Linked DNA regions of Ovis aries: region 1 is linked to region 2. A link is a contact called in public Hi-C data. All regions are on one chromosome and are shown on one strand. Each heading gives the region's core, a stretch centred on a gene start, on an enhancer-like site or on the middle of the called end of the contact. The rest is flanking DNA. Distances are from core to core; before and after follow the strand shown. Region 1 overlaps LOC132657978 (a long non-coding RNA gene). Region 2 overlaps DDAH1 (dimethylarginine dimethylaminohydrolase 1).

What was found. Hi-C and Micro-C count contacts between places; a contact is called where the count stands out from the background.
Region 1: a contact with region 2 is called in a Hi-C map of skin fibroblasts, with 3 times the contacts expected there. The contact joins two enhancer-like sites. A contact is called at or near these places in 2 of 16 Hi-C or Micro-C datasets (skin fibroblasts and tail adipose tissue).

The regions. Positions count from the first base shown.
Region 1 is chr1:62,552,700-62,555,399 of ARS-UI_Ramb_v3.0, reverse strand. The region is part of intron 2 of LOC132657978 (a long non-coding RNA gene); the gene reads left to right. It also overlaps the pseudogene LOC114116410. Among named protein-coding and RNA genes, the nearest start is that of DDAH1, 49 kb to the right of the region's middle. Within about 2 kb of position 1,294, at least 2 of the 54 cell types and tissues checked have an H3K27ac peak or open chromatin away from gene starts, as enhancers often do.
Region 2 is chr1:62,358,210-62,360,909 of ARS-UI_Ramb_v3.0, reverse strand. It overlaps DDAH1 (dimethylarginine dimethylaminohydrolase 1), which reads left to right. Exons shown (of 6, transcript XM_004002150.5): 6 at 411-2,700. The coding sequence ends at 527. Among named protein-coding and RNA genes, the nearest start is that of TRNAG-CCC, 33 kb to the left of the region's middle. Within about 2 kb of position 1,424, at least 5 of the 54 cell types and tissues checked have an H3K27ac peak or open chromatin away from gene starts, as enhancers often do.

The DNA of each region.
Region 1 (2,700 bases), core at 45-2,544, 190 kb before region 2:
TTAGGATAGAAAGGTTTCTAAGTTGTAGAATATTTTTAAATGGTATTTAACCTGCCAGACAAGACTATCAAGAGATGTTAGGTTGGGTACCATAGGGTCCCCTTCTTCAAAGGAATTCCACTCATTGTCAGAACTCTCACTGAGGTAATTAACATTTTCTTCTTCCTCACTTTTTGATTCTGATAAAGAGTCAGAAGAGGGACTTCTAGGAACCATTAGAAGAGACCAACAGGATAGGGAAAAAAAGATACTAGAAAAAGGTGGCAATCCAAGCCAGTAAAACCCTAACACTGGCAAATAGAAGCAAAAGAGGAGAAATCCTTTTAATAAGTTCATTTGGCTGTTTCTCAGTCTGTTTCACACACAGAGTGTGCCCCTGACTCACACCAGTGTGCTATTCTACAAGATAATGTTCTTCACTTACGAAGAAGACAGCTTAGTTCCTCAGGACCAGTTCAACGTGTAAAATTAGTCACTGACCAGTGGCACAGGTCAGAGTCTCTCCTTCAAGTCGTGGCTACCCAAGAAGAGAAGGGGCCTCATCTAGGCAAGCTGACTTTCTTACCGTGGTCTCAGTTGGTCATGATATTGTGAAGAGACACTTTATGCGCTCTTTTTTTTTTTTTTTAACAGGAATAGTATCTCTATTTGGTAATGAAAAGAAACAGCCTTCTTTGTCTGCTGGTGCAGCAACTTTTGTGCAGTGGGGTGGTGGGATGGGTTGTGAAAGATCTGTCTGGTGTGCACAGATCTGACATTTTCCATAGGTGGTGCAAATGCCCCTGGAAACTAGTGACTTAGTTGTTGGACTGTCTAGAAAGGCAGCCGTAACCCATGGATGATCCTTACCTCATCCCTAGCCACAAGACCCTACTAGGCCTAATGCCACCAGCTCTGTTTCCCGTAGTCTTAATTTTTTTTGTATATAAAACTGAGACTGCCTTAAGTTTGCAACTGACATATTTAGATTAAAATTGCATTCAACAACATTCATATTAATATACAAACTTCCAAATCATCCAAATGTTTGCAGTCACTATGTAGCTCCATTAAAATGTATGTTTACATTATACTTTAAATCTGTATTTCCTTGGGAAATTCTCATATTTTATGAGAATAGAAAGCTTGCCTAAGGCTTCTTTTATAATGGAAATGGAAACATTGCTAACATCTGAATCATGTTTAGTGTAAAAAAGAAAATTGGGACCATCTGAACACTCAGAATCCTTTCGTAGCATAGAATGCTGGAGTATTGGTGTAAAAAGAACCACTTTTTAAAAAAATATTCAAAGTGTTACTAAGCACCAAAGTCCTTTGTCTTTGGAAATACTGTGGCTTCCTAGGTCACTGGCTGTGTGTCATATACCAATAAAGGGCACAATTCATCAGCTGTGGGCATTCTTTGCATTCTTAGTGTTGTTCATTGCGGTTTCTTTACCTCAGGGACTGGCTGACACCTTTCACTAAAATAAGCCCTTGAGTTTATGATTCTTGTGCAGCAGGTTATTGGGTTGGTGGCTGGCCTTCCAGCTGTCCACTGGCCTGAGCTCATGGGAAAGCAGCCACAGTTGTCAGTGTCACAGAGCTGTTCTCTTATGTTAAATCCTAAAACTGGTGATATCCAAAAAAATTTCTGGTATAAGAATCATTTTTTCTTCTATTTTGAATTAATGAAGCAGAAGTACAAGCTGTGAGCAATGTCTATAAATAGCCTTGGTTCTTCTATGAAGAATGTCTTCAGTGTTAGTACCTGCAAGAAGATAGTGTGTCATATTAGTTTTATAATATTAGTGTTAGTACAGAATGATGGCAGGAAGACAAATCAGGTTGTTTTCCCATCCCTATGAAGACTTGAAGTATTAGGTTAAATCACATGCAGTTGCTATTTGTGTAGAAAATTTTACATGGCTCCAGGAGACAAGAGGGGCTTCCCTGGTGGCTCTGATAGTAAAGAATCTGCCAGCAATGCAGGAGACCCAGGTTCCATCCCTGGGTTGGGAAGATCCCCTGGAGAAGGGAACGGCAACCCACTCCAGCATTACTGCCTGGAGAATCCTATGAACAGAGGCTATAGTACGTGGAGTTGCAGATTTGGACACAACTAAAAAGGCTCTTGATGAAAGTGAAAGAGGAGAGTGAAAAAATTGGCTTAAAGCTCAACATTCAGAAAACGAAGATCATGGCATCTGGTCCCATCACTTCATAGGAAATAGATGGGGAAACAGTGGAAACAGTGTCAGACTTTATTTTTGGGGGCTCCAAAATCACTGCAGATGGTGACTGCAGCCATTAAATTAAAAGACGCTTACTCCTTGGAAGAAAAGTTATGACCAACCTAGATAGTATATTCAAGAGCAGAGACATTACTTTGCCGACTAAGGTCCGTCTAGTCAAGGCTATGGTTTTCCCAGTGGTCATGTATGGATGTGAGAGTTGGACTGTGAAGAAGGCTGAGTGCCGAAGAATTGATGCTTTTGAACTGTGGTGTTGGAGAAGACTCTTGAGAGTCCCTTGGACTGCAAGGAGATCCAACCAGTCCGTTCTGAAGGAGATCAGCCCTGGGATTTCTTTGGAAGGAATGATGCTAAAGCTGAAGCTCCAGTACTTTGGCCACCTCATGGGAAGAGTTGACTCATTGGAAAAGACTCTGATGCTGGGAGGGATTGGGGGCAGGAGGAGAAGGGGACGACCAAGGATGAG
Region 2 (2,700 bases), core at 175-2,674:
AAAGAAACCTTATAGTTGAGAGGGTTTTAAAGTGTGGAGAGTCATACTCAGACTGAAATCAAGGCCACAGACTTTCATATATCACTTAATCCAGCACTGACAGGGCAGAATAAAGGCCTTGCTAGTAACAACCACATTTCTGACACATCTTTGGCTTTGAGGTTAGAGCAGAGAGCTAGTGGTTAACCAGTGCTGCTCGCTTTATGGGTTTCGCTGTGGGCATGGGTGTGGTCTCAGTGACATGCATGCCTTGGGGTTCCATGTATGAAAAGCCTGAACTCACGAGCTAAATGCATTATCTATCCCAGGCAGAGGGGGTTGGGGGAGGGGGCTGGGGCTGGGGCTGGAGGGCCGGGGAAAACAGAGGCAGAAACTGAACCTTCTCTGCTTTTCCTTGATTCCTCCTACAGGTTTATGAAAAGCTGAAGGACCATATGCTGATCCCCGTGAGCAATTCTGAACTGGAAAAGGTGGACGGGCTGCTGACCTGCTGCTCGGTTTTAATTAACAAGAAAGCAGACTCCTGAGTCACAGTCCCTCCCTTGTATCCGGCAGTACTGCACTCCTAAGGCCGGTAACTGTACCCACTCCTGTCGTTTTCATTGACAATCTCCTGTGCCACTGTGCCACTAACCCTGGTTTACAATTCTAAGTTTCATTCCTTCCTTCTGCACCTCGCCCACCCCCTCCCCTCACAGTGGTACCTAAACTGTGGATTTGCTCAACGAGTTAAGCAATCTAGAAAATATAGAGCTAATGAATTATTGAAACGTGATTAATACTAGTAAGGAAACACTTGTTTTAGTGTTTGTATTATCTGTGTGAAAATCATTTAGTTGCCAATATATGCCGACGAATGTCTTCTTGATCAGTCAGATAAACTGGGTTTTCTTTCTGTTTGTCATGAATCATCTCTGGCTCCTGTGAAATTCCCTGTCCAGGGATCCTCTCCTCTTCTCTCTTTTTTCTTCTTTTCCTACTTCGCTGTCACCTTGACCTTAGAATCTGGGGTCCCGCCTTCGCCACGCCTTCCTGCAAGCGGACTTTGTCTCTCATTAGTCTTCTCTGCCTCACGGCTGCATCTTCTGCCGTCACACCACTGACCCCCAGAAGGGTCCACCTTAGCAGAAGTGTGACGAAAATCAGAGCAGCTGTTGAGGGGAGACTTAACTACCCAGAGGCAATTCCCAATGGAGTTTGCCCCAGAGATCTAAATTCCAGAAGAAGTAGGGCACCACACCTAGGAAGGTGAATTCAGCATCAGATGGTTGCTAGGGGACTGCAGATCAAGAAGCTTGGAAACACTCCATGGGTACAACACTTCAGGAAGACTTTAAGTCACATTCCATGAATTTTTGCTTCATTACTGGCCATTTACAGACCTTGAGGAATAGACTGAATTTTTTTCGTTTGACTCATTTTCATTCCCCCCCGGGTTGAAACTCACCCTGCGTCCACGCTTCTGCCCCTGCACTCTTCCTAATCTACAGAGTTATTCCTTTCAAAAGAGTCATTACATTTAACAATGACTGTAGATGGGCTGGTGCAAGCCATTTGGAGCATGTTCAGGAAATGATAGGCTTGGTGCTTGAAACCAACTGCAGACAATGGACAATTCTACGTTGACATATCCAACATTTACCGTGGAGTTCAATGGAAATTTATTTCCTGTCTAGCCTTCCCGTTACACAAGCTTAAACTGACACAAATCTCTTAACAAATAACAATGCTGCAGCAGAGGGAGAGAGAGTTGTCTTTTACTTAAAACCTGAAAGAATCAGCCTTTTAGCAACCCCGGGGAAATGGTACTTTCCAAGGAATGGTGACTGATCCAGGCATGTTATCAAACTTCCCAGTCATCTCCACCTTTCCTATATTGCCTTTGGCTTCTTAAGATTCGGGGAGTTTAAGAAATGCTACTTCAAGTCTTGCTCTGCTCACCTACAGGTTTGTAATCAGACATTCTTTATGTTTGGTGACCAAGAGAGAATACCTTCATTTATTCTCTCTCCCCCTAAGCAAATGGAAGTAAGAAACCTCTGAGCATACAAGACATCCTTAACCACTATGTTTTTTATTTGATGATTTTACGTCAGACTTTGAAGAAATTCCTTCTCCTCCTTCTTTTTCTTTTTGCTTAAATTTAATATTCATATCATACAAATATCTAATTTCATGCATCCTATGACTAAAACATATCTTGATCACTGTCATATTTCCAACTGTCTCATCATGGGTGAACAATATATTTTTGCCACAGAGAGAATGAATGTCATCCACATGCCAAGTTAATAAATAAAACTGTCCTCAGCAGTTATAGCTGCCCTTTTGGGTTAAATCTGTCCCTATGCTGGCAAAAACAGAAATCCTCCCCAGGAGAGTTCAACATCTCAAAAACAGCCACGGGAAAATGAATGCAATGAGCCACTTCAGGCGTACTAGTAAAGCTAACTGGCTTATGATTTTCAATATCTTTATTTCTATCATTCCAAATTAAAGAACTGTTCTCTGTTATGTTTAGTAAATTGAAAGTGGATCAATTTTTCTTTTGAACAGTTTGTTCTAACAGAAGGCTGTTTTCACTTTTCTTTTTCTTTGCATCTTTCCATCTTTCATTCTCTTTGTCTCAAGAAATCACTTAGAATCTATGTGCCTCTTCTACAGAATCTTATTCTGCACTGTTCCATCACCTACAAGACT